Regions from separate parts of the Zea mays genome. Here all the other regions are linked to region 3. Evidence: chromatin contacts called from public Hi-C data. All regions are on one chromosome and are shown on one strand. Each heading gives the region's core, a stretch centred on a gene start, on an enhancer-like site or on the middle of the called end of the contact. The rest is flanking DNA. Distances are from core to core; before and after follow the strand shown. Region 1 holds the start of LOC100383498. Region 2 holds the start of LOC103639036 (serine/threonine-protein kinase EDR1). Region 3 holds the start of LOC542247 (sucrose synthase 1).

Region 1 (4,396 bases), core at 868-3,367, 290 kb before region 3:
AATGCAGAAGTTGCTAGTAGCACAAGCAGTAGAGATAGAGTAATTTGGGCCCATCCAACCCTGCATATGAAGGGCAATTTCAGTAATCAAGAATCATCATATCTATCTGTCAAAGTATCAACAAACAAGTAAAGAAATGAAATAGCAAGAAAAGATCGTTAATCATATAAGGTACCAGATCCATAGCAAGAATCGCAGAACCCATGTTTGTAGTTGCAAAAGGTACACAGAATGGGTTCATCTTCTTGTATGAAACCCTCAAAGCTTCAATTGCATCACTGAAAACCTGATCAAAATAGAATTAGAAGAGAAGCTAATTAAAAAACGATCTTTTCAGCAAGTATATCATGTAATGTAAGAATCTGCACCTTCATGCCACCCATAGCAGACCCAATGAGGACTCCACATCTTGATTTTTCCAACTCATTCATGACTTCTTCAGTGATTCCAGCATTCTCCAATGCTTTCTTTCCAGCTGTTATCAAATATTGCATAAACTTGTCCATTCGCTTAGCTAGCTTTGGTGCAACCCAACCATCTGTCGAAAATGATTTGATTTCTCCCGCGATTCTCTGTATGAAACATAGTGTCGATGAAGTACAGCATGTTTCAGCGTAATTCTACAACAAACCTCACATCATTAACCATGATAAGAAACTAAATACCGTGGGATAGTGAGAACAATCAAATGCCTCTATCTCGCTTATTCCACTGATACCCCTTAAAAGGTTATTGTAGAATTCATCAGGATCATGCCCTAGTGGCGTCACTACACCCATGCCAGTGACAACCACTCTCCTCTGTTTCATATCAGGTTTCTTATTTTCCACAGCTGTCCTTTCAGGATGCAAGGCAACAGACATGGCCATTCCTGCAGTTCACCAGAATTTTGTTCATTCGGTGTACAACTACCAGAAATCAGCATGTAAGACAAATAGAAGTGGACAACAGGAAAGGCAGTGCCATCCACAAATGCCCATATATCAATTGAATCCCTTTTCAAGTAAAAACTTTGGTCATCTGAGTGGCCCACAGGGGAGAACAAAAGAAGACACCACAATCAACAAATAATATAGGATGGTTTGCCCACACATTTCATTTGGTATGCTTGTGCTGAAGTAATGGTACCACAAAGGCACAGCCAAAACCAGGGATGGCAGTAGAGATATCAACTGTTAAGGAATGCAAGCTTGCTTAGTTCCAGACAGGACAATTTCATGAACAAGACAATATTTCAGTTTCTTTTGGTTGTCAATATAGCGACGCCAAAATTGGGTCTGAAATTTCCCTGTAGGCACAGTTCCTCCTCATGATAAAAATCCTAGGTTTACATAAATTTAGTGAAACTAGTGCAGCCAGACCTAGCAATTGCAAACCCACCAACTTACTCCAGAGCATGAGCTGACGGCCAGTCCGAAACCATACAAAAACAAAAAAGACTGGACCAAGATGCCGGCATCAAGCTGGGTATAATCCCCTCGAAGCCTACATCCCGGGCGCGCGCACGAGCTATGTGACCCTGGAACCGTATAAAACTCCCACCTTTAACCCGCCGCCAAATCTCCGCTGTGACACTACCGATGCAGTGAAACTCCTCCGTTACAGCGAAGCGTGAAAGAAACCAGACTTTGGCAATAGAAAACGGGAAATGGGCTGACCAGAGCGCCCCACGCCGCGGCGCCCTGAGCCGAGGCGGCGGCGCGAGCCGAAGAAACCCCCTACGCCGCCACCGCGGTGCCTGCGTTCATTCTCCTTCTCGCCATCGCCGCAGGCCGCGGAGAGACAGGCGGCGACGAGCCAGGTGCAGAGCGGCGGCGCCACCGCCGCTGCCATTGCTCAGGGCCTAGATCCCGGGAACGCTATGAGGACGCCGGGCAGCTGATTTCGGGGGCGGGGACGCGGTCGCATCCACCGGCCCCGAGAACCGGGGAGCAGAGCCCCGAGATGCGTCCGGCGGGCGAGAGAAGTAGGGTAGGGGTGGGTAGGCGGAGGAGTTCGTGGGAGTCGGGGGCGTGGCGGGTGGTGGGTGAGCTCAGTAAGAAAGGAGGCCGCTTGAGGACATCTGGGAGGTGGCCGACGGGGCGGGGGCCGCCATTGCCAGGTGTTCGCGGTGGTGGGAAAGACCAGAGCAGCGGAGTCAGGAGCACAGATGGTGTGGTTTAATAGAAGGAAAATCCAACACAACCAAACCGGATGGCGAAACTTTTCCTCGACCTCGCTCGAGTCGAGGAGTCTTTGCTAGTAGTAAAAACTTTTAAGACCGAAGTTTTTATTCTTTTCAGTAAGTAGTACGGAGTATTTTACAAGAACTTCTCGCTTGGGCTTGGCCCGTAGCGGTGTAAATATGTGAGTGGAAACTGAAAAGCTTGAGGAGATGGAGAGGAGGGAGCGACTGGGTCGCGAGGCCTGTGTGGGATTTTGATGTTGCCAGCTAGGGCTCTGGATGCTCCCAAAAATTGCTTTCGGATGGAAGGATTGGAATTGGATAAATATACGTGCATCCCAGTCTAAGAAATAATAATTGTATTTAAAAAGTTTCATCCAGAAATAATAATCATATTTTGAATAAAAAGGTAAGCGATATATATTTTGATCGACACGATTAATTACATAATATGTAAATTTCGACGTGCACTATAGATTTGTAGTCAAAGTATTTCTGAGATGATATTGTTTTTATACCAATAAAAAAGGATCAAATACGTGCAGTACGATCCAATGTTATAATTGTAAAATTTTAAAAAACATGGATGGTGGTAAAAGTCGGTTAGTTTGAACAATCACTAGAAGAAGCTATATACAGGTGTGAAGAAAAAATATTTTATATTTTATGGAATCCGAAGTGGGAAAGTAATGGTAGAGCGCAATGAGTTAAAATTATCCGTTTCACAGTACTTTTTTTGTCCTTCCGAAGTTCAAAAAGAGGTACTCAAATAAAATAGGAATTCACAAAATGGAGAAAATCGTTGCAGTCATTATAGGAAAGTATGGGGAGACTTAGAGCATATCCTATTTGAAGGAAGATGAAATTCAAATCAGGTAAGAGATCCTTCCTTCTATTGATTTGATCATAATTCTTTTTTCTTTTTATGTCTCTCTGATTTTCGATGAATGAGCCTATTGGTAATGCTTTTATCTCTTTCTGTGGCGCAATTAAGGATGAAAACGGTTTCGGAATTTTTCGGAATTCCGGAAACCGGTTTCGAAAAAAAAAATTATCAGAATCGGTGTGGTGTTTTTCGAAAACAGAATCGGTTTTCGGAATTTCTATCGGAATCGGTGTGGTGTTTTACCGACCATTTTCTTCGGTTACTGGTTTTTGTCGGAAATTATCGGATTTGTGTCGCGGAATTTTTCGGAATTGTGTCTCGATTTTTTTTGGAATTGTGACTCAGAATTTTTCGGAATTTTTCAGCATGTGATTTTTCACATCGTATGTACGTCTCTAGATAAGGATTACTTATTTTTGTATTTTTTGGACGCCTTTATATTTTTTTTGGGATAGATGGTATTGGAAGGCAGTTGGGATTAACGATTTGGTCTCTCGAACGAATCCATCATTTTATATGTACATGTTATGTATTAGTAATATATAATGATAGAGATCCGACAGTCTATCTTTTTCACACACTAGGTTTTAGGGTTTTCCTGTGAGGTTGTGAAAAAACTCTTTATGTGAGGGAAAATATTTCATAAGCAAGCATGTCATGTCAACTAGATCGAGTGGATATTGTGAACTGTGAACTTTGAGTCTGTGAACTTGTGATATTTATGAACTTGTTATATTGTGAACTTGTTATATTGAGAACTTGTGATCTTTGTAAATTTTTTATATTATAAATTTGTGATCCTTGTGAACTTGTTATATCATGAATTGTGAAGTTGTGGTCTTTGTGATCTTTTGTCAACTTTGTTGTATTGTGAAGTTTGATATGTTTACCGATTGTATTTTAGATTTCGACCGTTACAGGTGTATTTTCCGCACCAAACTTTCATTTTTCGATGTTTCTGAAATACCGATATTGTTTCCGTTTCTGGAGTTATCGTTTTCGATTTTGTTTCCGATAAAAATATGAAAACGATAATGGTTTTAGTGTTAACCGACCGTTTCCGACCGTTTTCATCCCTAGACGCAATCGACCGTCGAGTCTATAAACAAGTACTAAATAAGGAAAAGGAAACTATACTAAAGGAAATATAAGATATACATCCTAAAATGGGTCGCAATTTATAATTCATTTCACCTTTTTACATCAAGTTTGAATAGCTCGCCTTATTCAAAAAATCATAATTATTATTAATTTTACTGTGATACCATCTAGCATAATATACTTTAAATATGGCTTTAATTTTTCAAACTTTGAGAATATGGATACAAATACTGATCAGATATCGA
Region 2 (4,894 bases), core at 391-2,890, 330 kb before region 3:
CACCAGTATAATTGCTCCCTTTGACAAGTTTGCATGGAATCCCAACACTATAGGCAAGGATCTGCATGGAGAGGTACAAGACATAATTACATTACTTTCTAAGCATGTGCTTCTCAGTTGAAACAATAAGCTAGCTAGTTTTCTTGCAAATGCATGCATGAGAAAGAGGAAGGGACCGAAGCAGAGAACCTTGAAAAGTAGGGCACGGTGATGTGATAACCCTATCTTGATGCAACCAATAGGCAACAAACTTGTTTGTAGCGATGTTCTCAGCTCAGTACTCTTCTCCAGCCACCTTGTGAGCATGTCGTTAGCATCTTTGACAGGTCCACCCATATTATCTGTAACAAGCTCAGCTATTCTTTGCACTAAGAGTGCAATATTGGCAACGAGTCCTGGCGCGGGCACGAGTCATGCACTACATGGCCACAAGGAATGTAAGTCATCGCATTGTTAAAGGTCAGCCTAACATCAGGAACAAAATCAAATGCACTTGTGTATGAAATAGATTTGAGCTTCTTCTGGACGGTACCAAGATCTCCACGCCCAAAAGTGCCGTCAAATCCGATCTTAGCCAGCGGTGCAAGCAAGCGAGCAGAGCACCGAGCTCTGGCTGTAGTCTGTAGAAGGGACCGCAAACACAGCAAACAGAGGAGCAGAGTTTGAGTAGGGACCTTGGCAAAGCCCTCAGCGGTGCCGGTTTGCGTGCCGAAGAAGACAGTGACCCTCTGCCTGCCGTCGTCGGGGTCCGGCTCGTCCTTGTGCTTCGCGGCGAGCGGGCGCGGCGGCGCCTGTGCCGCGGCCGCCCGAGGCGCGGAGGAAAGCTAAACACTTATTATGGTGCTTCGATCCGTCCCTGGTAAGGAAGCTAAACACTAACTCAAAACTCAACTGTACGTACACCACGACAGTGACAACACCTATTCTTACAATTTTGGCGAGGTCGGTGAGGACATGGGTGGCGCGCTTGGTGGCGGCGAGGTCGGCGTGGCACCACGAGGACATCAACCTGCACACAGATCTCGTGAGCAAGAACTGCGTGGGAGTGGCAGCAGTAGATCTCGGGGGTGCTCGCGGAGCCGTCCTCCTCCTCGTTGCCATCGTCAACATCGGTGCTGCCGAGCGAGGACATGGTGGTCTATGCTGCAGCGGCAGATGCCTCCGGGACGGAGGTGCTTGTCGCCCGCAAGGACCCCGAATGCGTGCCAGGGGAGCGGGAGACGGCGGCGCCGAAGATGGGGGACGGAGTGGCGGTGCTGAGGACGGAGGCGGGGTCAGGACCGGGCGCGGATCGACCGCGAGATTAGCGGGTGGGGGTGGGGAAGGGCGAGGGCGGAGGCGTGGATCCCGCGGCGCCGGGATGGGGCGGTCGCGGATCTCGCGAGGGGGAGGGGCACGGTGCCGTTGCTTCGGATCGGCGGCGATCTCGGGCGGGATTCGCGCGAGCGCAGAGGGTCGCTCGTAGACGGGGGCGGGGGCACGGTGATGCGGTGGACGCCCTCGTTATGGTCTTAAGGAATAGTAGAGATAAGTAACTCATTTGCTGGTGTGGTTGTTGAGGTGATAGATGAGGTAGAGTTTGGGCCGAGTTTCCAACGGGCTCGCTTTGCTGGACAGTTAATTTGCTACTATATATGGGCCTGCACGCTACAACAACCAAGCCGTACGTGCTACTACTCGATGTTTTTTTTTTGCTTGATTCTGCAAGTATCTTGCACAAGGATCATTGACGCTTGTCATCCCGTCCGAGCATTGCAGCTAGGGGCATAAAACCCGAGCCCGAAGCCCTATACCCGAAATACCCGAACCCATACCCGTTTAGCCCGAAGCCCGTTACCCAAATAGCTCCAGCGGGTAATGAAACTGGATACCCGAACTAAGTTCGGGCCTAATCGGGTACTAACCCGCGGTACCCGAAGTACCCATTCTACCCGATATCCATTCTACTAGAAGGCCGCCAGGCGCCAGGCCGAGCGCAAGCTCCACAGCCCACGGCCCAGTTGGCAGCCTACTACGAAATCGAAACCTCCCAATCCAGCCAACCCTAACTCCTGAGTCCTGTCTTCCTTGTCCGGCTGTCCTGAGTCCCTGGCGCGGCACCAGCGGCGGCTGTTCCAGCGGCGGCTGTTCCTGGCGCGGCACCAGCGGCGGCTGCGGCACGCCCCCCATTGGCCATCGCCTAGGCTACAACTGCAACCTGTCCAGCCGGTCGCACGCCAGCCACCAGCGCTCAACGCGACGCTAGCGTCCAGGCGCCGCGGCCTCACCAAGGCGCCGTCCAGGCCAACGTCCAGGCGCCCGTCACGCACATGCATTGCCCGAGTGGACCAACAGGCAACAACCAAGTGTGATTTGAGTTTGTGATTTTGTCAAAGGCAATAACGGGTACCCGAATTTTACACAAACCCAAACCCGAATTTGTGGGTACCCGAAATTGCGGGTACCCGAAATTTCGGGTACGAGTACGGGTTCAACTGTTGAAAACCCGAAATTTAAAAAACCCGAAAAGCCCGACCCGAATTTTCGGGTAAACCCGAACGCCCAGTCCTAATTGCAGCCCCACAGTGTAGCCTGCGGAGGAGAAAAGAAGAGCTCTTGAGAGCCACTCTGAAGTTACAAATCTAAGAGCATCTTCAAGAGCTCTCTAAAAAATGACTTCTCAAAATTAATTTTAGTTGACGCCTAAAAAATTAATGGAATGAATTTTAATCCTTTCTCTAACAGATCTCTTAAAGCGGTAGATTGTTTCTGTGGAGCCTAAAAAATCTCTCATTTGTAGCTATAAATGAGAAAGTTTTAAGGGCTATGAAAAAGTTGAGAGCGTTTTAGAAAAACTGTTGGAGACATGTTTTTATGTTTTTTCAAAAAAAATGATTTAAAGAGAGACTTCTAAGAAACCCTTAGAGATGCTCTAAAACTCTCTTCAACAGAGAACCGTAAATGAGTCTATACGCTATATGTAGCGGAATTCACCGTATTGAATAATGTCTCGTAAAACAAACGTTAAAATAGAGGTCAGCCTCCGGAGCCACTAAACCTGGAAGACTAGTGTGTGTCTGATCCGTGTTCGTGGACCCAGTGATGTCGCGCCCGCCCACTCGGCCTGGACCTCGTCATGGCGTCCTGGACGGCGATTTCGAGTTGCTGGAGAAGGTCGTGGCGATTTTCGATTGCCACTCGTCGGTGATGAGGACGAGCACACAAGTGCATTATCGGGGACGAGGAGCAACACGCGTGGCAGATCACCGGCGAGGAGGAGGACCGCGCGACCGCCGACGAGGAGGACAGGCGCTTAGCCACCGGGACGCAGCGCGACAGTTCATCGGGAGGAGGAGAAGAGCACGCGCGGCTGCCGGCTGGACGAGCGCGAGCACCAGTGAGGAGGATAATAGTGCAGCTGCCGAGGATGCGGGCACGACAGCTCACTGGGGATGAGGAGGAGAGCGCGAGCAGCAGCCGACAAAGGAGCACAAACGCGCATGCTCGACGAGAACCAACGCTGTCGCGACGCACATGGAATCGGTCGTGGCTTTCTTGTCCCCTCCACAGTTGTCGATCCCCAACGCGATAGCCGAGAGGGGCTAGACACATATTTTGCTTTGGAAATAAAATACGTTTCCAGATTTTTATGTAATATATAGTAGACAAACGGTACTGGATAGAAAAATTGAGGACCACCAAATTAAATGAAAAAGATAGAATAAATATGGTACATAATAGACTCTTCTAACACTGTATCTATAGAGAACTGAATTTAAAGGATGTTGCTGGAGATGGAGAAGATATAAAGGATAGAATCTTTTAAATTGTTCTGTAAAGAACAAGAAATATTTTTTTAGATGACGGAATTTAGGACACGTTGCTGAAGACAGCCTAAGACTCAATGTTCTGCTCTTGCTTTTCCCTTGAGGAGATGACTCTAAAAGGCAAGTTCATGTCGTTCCAAACAATGCATTAAGAATGAGATGGATTAATTCTTGGTGAAAGGACATGTTGGGGACTTGTTCTCAAATGATAAAAGTCAAGAACAAGACAACATAGAAAATGTCAATCGGTAGAGTCCTTCGTCCTTCGAAGCATTATTCCCCTTAGGATATAATGGTTTTCGGACGAAGGTTATGAAGGGCGTACCTTCATAAATACATTATACAATGACGAAGAATGAATTGTAAGAAATATAAAGAATAACATAGATAATTATATATTATATATTATTATCATATATAAACAGAAATAACATCGAATTACAAATGTACCTTCAACTTGAAGGAGATGAAAGTACAAGCGTGACGCAAAAGTGAATGCCAAATCAGCGTGAACAGTACGGGGGTACTGTTCACCTATTTATAGGCACAGGACGCAGCCTATGCAAAATTACATTCATGCCCTTTACATTTGATAATAATTCTATTGTAATCTATCGAGGTCTGAATAGCCTTTTCATCTTTAAGTCGGTTTCATTTTGTTGATATCATGCCGAAGCTTTCCTGCTCACACCTTCGGCGCTGTATCAACCTTCGTATTATTCTGGTCTGCTGTGATACCGACTTGAGTCCGAAGATACCTGTTCACACATTAAACTCCAGAAATACTGTTAAATCCTGTTTTTGAGGACCTTCGTAAGCCGAAGGCCCCCAACAGTAGCCCCTCGCAATATTAATTTGTTTAAAACAATAAATTTAGATTGCGATATGGACGAAGGCTTTACGACGAAGGTCCGAAAAAACACCTTCCCTTTGCTAGAATAGCAACATTCACTGACAAGCGGGGTCTTTCAATTTTCAACGCACTGGGCGTATAAATACGGTCATACCGCAAACTCATTTAGCACGCTCTCTTGTCATCTGCTCTCGCTCACTCGATTTTTAGCTTTTGTGCACTAAGATTTTCTGAG
Region 3 (4,215 bases), core at 1,133-3,632:
GCCGGGGCGAGTGTGGTTTTTTTCCTTGTGTGCAAGCATTAGGGTGCAGGTACCAAAACTGCTGCGCGTCAGAAACCATGGGGTCATCAGCTTTGGCGGATTTTGGAGGCGGTGATGTGCGCTCCCTCTGTTTTCTCATGTACCAAGGTCAGAAGGTGACGCGGCGTCGGACCGTGTGCATTTATTTATTTATTATTACAACAGCGAGATTACCGTCCGAATGCCAAATTTATTACTACCGAAACAAAAAAAAATACCAGCCTCGTCTGTTCTACTTCTAGTACGTACGTACGTACGTACAGGGCGCGTCAGCACTGCTTGTGCTTGAGGACAAAAAAGGAGTGGTTTTTAGTGGCAGAAAGTTCCCGCTACTTGTCACGCATTAAACCTCCGCTGATTTAGGAGTAGAAACCTTCTTTCAAAAAAAAATCTTTGAAGATAAATAAAAAGAGAGACCCAAAATACTCCATCCCAAGCTGATCATATCCGATCATACCTGGACATGTAAACAAAAAATCCATCCGTAAACCAGCATCAGATGAAGAAAGCAAACCCAATGCACTACCAAAAGGAAAGAAAGAAAAAATTCCTAATCTTTCTTATCCCTCACCTACCATTTTTTTAAAAAAATCTAATACTACATGGGCAAGGGACGAAGGTGGTGGGAGCAAAGAGGCCCCCACCCCTGCCCCCGCAATGCGTGTATAAAACGGGGCCCGGGGCTGCCGCTCAACTCACCCATCCATTCCACCTCCGTTCACCCCGTCCATTTGATTTGCGTTCACTGCGTTGCGTTTCCTTGGAGGGGATTGTTCTCTCCTCTCCTTTGGATTGGAGGTCCCTCCTTCTTCTCCTCTCTCTCTCAGAGGAAGGTAATGCAATGGGGGTGCTCTAGCCCTCTCCTCCTCTGCTCCTGCCGTCCTGCGTGGGTGCGTGCGTGGACGCTGGTCTGCTGTCCTGCTCCGGGCGAAATGCCGCCGCCGCTCGCCGTGACTGATGCTCCTCCTCCTGGTCGTGTCCGAACGCGCCGGACGGTGCCGCCGGTAGCATGTAGGAACTATACGCTCCGCTCGGACCTGGTCATGATCGATCGATGGTGTAGGGGAGGTCATGCCGAATTTTTTCGCCCGGTTCTCTGAACCTGCCGCCACTCTGCAGGCGGGGGAGGTGCTGCCTCTGCATGCAGTTGCTTTCCTTGCAGCTATAGCCAAAACAAACAAAACAAAAGACGGGTTTTTTTACGGCTGTTGTACCAGCCTACCAGGGGATAGCTAGCGACTAGCGTCCGTGAGATCCAGAGAACTATTGTCTGCCACTTGACGAGATCCTAGGGGAGCGGAGGGAGCCTGCTTATCCGCGCAGGAACGACGGTGTTAGCTTCTGGATCTGGGGTTTACTGAGCACCAAGGCTCTTGCAAACTCCGGGTTTAAGGTTTCATATATATATATTTTTTGCATACTCCCGAGTTGGTACCAGAACGCTAGTAGATCCGGCGCTTCTTTGTTTCCTCTTTAATTAACCAATATTTTTGCAAGAAATATTTCTGTGACGATTTTCCTCGGATAAGTTGTTGCCTTGTTGGCTTTATCCGTCCGGATGCCCCGCCATGTGCTCCTTGTCTCGGGACTCGGAGACAGGCTGACAGTCCTGGGTTCTTGTGCTAATGGCCATGGTTAACTTACGTTAATCCTGCGCCTTATTATCATCATCTAGGTGTAATTACTTCCGTTTGTGCTAATCACCTCGTGATTGCCTGCAATAAGGAACCCCAGCCCCCCCACCTTGCTGATGCCGTGCTTTTCTAGAGAAGTACCCTGCCGCGTCACGCTTCGTCCTCGCCTGCTTTGGATTCAACGGCTTTTTGGAGGCCGAGGCCATTGGTGCCATGCGGCCAGCCCTTTTCTTCTCCATGGTTCCCATCGATGTGTTTTTGTTCGGTTCTCTCGTCAGATCTGTATAAATAGGCGCCTCCCTTCTCCGCCATTCCTCGGTCCTCTGAAGCGTTTCAGTTCATCGATTCAGTTCTTGTATGCCTCTTGTTGTATTGGTTGTTTCTTCTTTCTGGTCTAGGTACTAGGACTATAGTACCAGGATCTGAGTCGTTTTTTTTTGGGTCTTGCTCCTGTCTGCCGTTTCTTTCCCCCCTTCCAGAGTTAGGTTCTGTTGGTTTCTTGCCTGCAATATAGTTTCGTGGCGCAGCGTCAAGGGTGTGTCGAGACTTAAAAGACTGGTTGTTGGCAGTTGGGTTTATGTCTTGCTGGAGGGGTTTTAGTTTTAGGATGTCATCGCAGCTTTTATGTCAACGGATCTGAACCGTTTTTCGGTTTCAGTTTTCTCTGCTGACTGAAGCTTCCGCTTCCGTTTCGGTTTCGCTGTGCAGGCCTGAGGATCCAGGAAGAGGACAGCAATGGGGGAAGGTGCAGGTGACCGTGTCCTGAGCCGCCTCCACAGCGTCAGGGAGCGCATTGGCGACTCACTCTCTGCCCACCCCAATGAGCTTGTCGCCGTCTTCACCAGGTCTGCCCTCATTTCCCCCGCTTCGTCTGCAAGTTTACATTTATTTTGCTACGGGTATTATTTGAGCGAATGCGACTTTTTAAGACCAGTTCCATCATATTATGTATTGTTAGATCTAGCATGATGTGGCCATCATTCAATGCTGTAGACATAATGTTCCTGTGTTCCCTAATAAGATGAGTATTTAATTAGCATCCAGGATTTTGTCGAAACCTAGTACTGGATACTGATGATACATACATACACCATGCTTTTTTTAGTACCGACTGTAAACTGCTGTTAGATCTGGCTGCACCTGCATGTGTGTTCTTTAGTTTTATATTCAATACGATGTTTCTGAACAGAATGATTGGAGTCTGAACTTACCCAATGTATAGCTTGTTACTAAAGGGTCTATCGAATACGATAATGCTTGCTAACCAGTTTATGCTTAGTTCTGACACGTTCTGTTCAGCATGAACGCATAGGCATCTGACTAGATCGGATGTGTAGGCATGAAAGGGGTTTCGAGAAGTTCAGTTAAAAGAGAGGAATCTTTGTTTTCATTTTTTCGAATGAATTTGCTGTTGTGCCTCTTCGCTATGTTGCATATGTTCCCACGCTACTGACTGCTGATCATACGTCTAAACTATTTCTTGAAATTGTATATGTTTGATGAGTTTATAGATCTGGCATAGTCTGATGTTATTTGGCACATCGTTTTGCGCAGGCTGAAAAACCTTGGAAAGGGTATGCTGCAGCCCCACCAGATCATTGCCGAGTACAACAATGCGATCCCTGAGGCTGAGCGCGAGAAGCTCAAGGATGGTGCTTTTGAGGATGTCCTGAGGGCAGCTCAGGTTTGCATCAGATTCAGATCTCGCTGGACAGCACTGTTCCTTTTGTAGTGTGCACCTTCTTTAATCATTCTAGCTCTATTATCTTACAGGAGGCGATTGTCATCCCCCCATGGGTTGCACTTGCCATCCGCCCTAGGCCTGGTGTCTGGGAGTATGTGAGGGTCAACGTCAGTGAGCTCGCTGTTGAGGAGCTGAGAGTTCCTGAGTACCTGCAGTTCAAGGAACAGCTTGTGGAAGAAGGGTATGATTTTTGCAGCCCCAACAACAACTTTGATTAATATACCATGATTAATATACTTTTCTAAAATAAAAAGGTTTTGGTCATATATATGACAGTTTATAATACTTTTGGTGTATATATTGCAGCCCCAACAACAACTTTGTTCTTGAGCTGGACTTTGAGCCATTCAATGCCTCCTTCCCCCGTCCTTCTCTGTCAAAGTCCATTGGCAATGGCGTGCAGTTCCTCAACAGGCACCTGTCATCAAAGCTCTTCCATGACAAGGAGAGCATGTACCCCTTGCTCAACTTCCTTCGCGCCCACAACTACAAGGGGATGGTGAGCCATTGTTTTATCTGTTTCTTTACTTAAATGTCATCGATATTGTCTAGAAGTTGTCAAAAGGGTGTTAGCAAAGTGGAAATTTTGTATCATTAAGGCTGACCTGTGATGCATACCCGATAAATAATGAGTTGCTGAGCTGTCTAAAATTTTTAACCACAAGGACACCTTAAACTATTTATCCATATATTCCTGCTGTGGTAGTTGTAAATTGGCTTTGAACTAGCTGGAAAAATCTGAAATTCTATGGTTCCCTACAGACCATGATGTTGAACGACAGAATCCGCAGTCTCAGT

What was found. Hi-C and Micro-C count contacts between places; a contact is called where the count stands out from the background.
Region 1: a contact with region 3 is called in a Hi-C map of leaf, with 6 times the contacts expected there. The contact joins the promoter of LOC100383498 here to the promoter of LOC542247 in region 3. A contact is called at or near these places in 4 of 25 Hi-C or Micro-C datasets (ear, endosperm, leaf and 1 more).
Region 2: a contact with region 3 is called in a Hi-C map of leaf, with 5 times the contacts expected there. The contact joins the promoter of LOC103639036 here to the promoter of LOC542247 in region 3. A contact is called at or near these places in 3 of 25 Hi-C or Micro-C datasets (ear, leaf and tassel).

Annotation. Positions count from the first base shown.
Region 1 is chr9:128,106,153-128,110,548 of Zm-B73-REFERENCE-NAM-5.0, reverse strand. LOC100383498 reads right to left here and starts at 2,117. Exons shown (of 13, transcript NM_001176146.1): 1 at 1,659-2,117; 2 at 666-871; 3 at 369-572; 4 at 176-286; 5 at 1-60. The coding sequence starts at 1,833.
Region 2 is chr9:128,142,296-128,147,189 of Zm-B73-REFERENCE-NAM-5.0, reverse strand. LOC103639036 (serine/threonine-protein kinase EDR1) reads right to left here and starts at 1,640. Exons shown (of 9, transcript XR_004852756.1): 1 at 931-1,640; 2 at 533-856; 3 at 190-418; 4 at 1-61.
Region 3 is chr9:127,811,849-127,816,063 of Zm-B73-REFERENCE-NAM-5.0, reverse strand. It overlaps LOC542247 (sucrose synthase 1), which reads left to right and starts at 2,382. Exons shown (of 14, transcript NM_001111853.1): 1 at 2,382-2,518; 2 at 3,228-3,357; 3 at 3,447-3,598; 4 at 3,724-3,916; 5 at 4,180-4,215. The coding sequence starts at 2,409.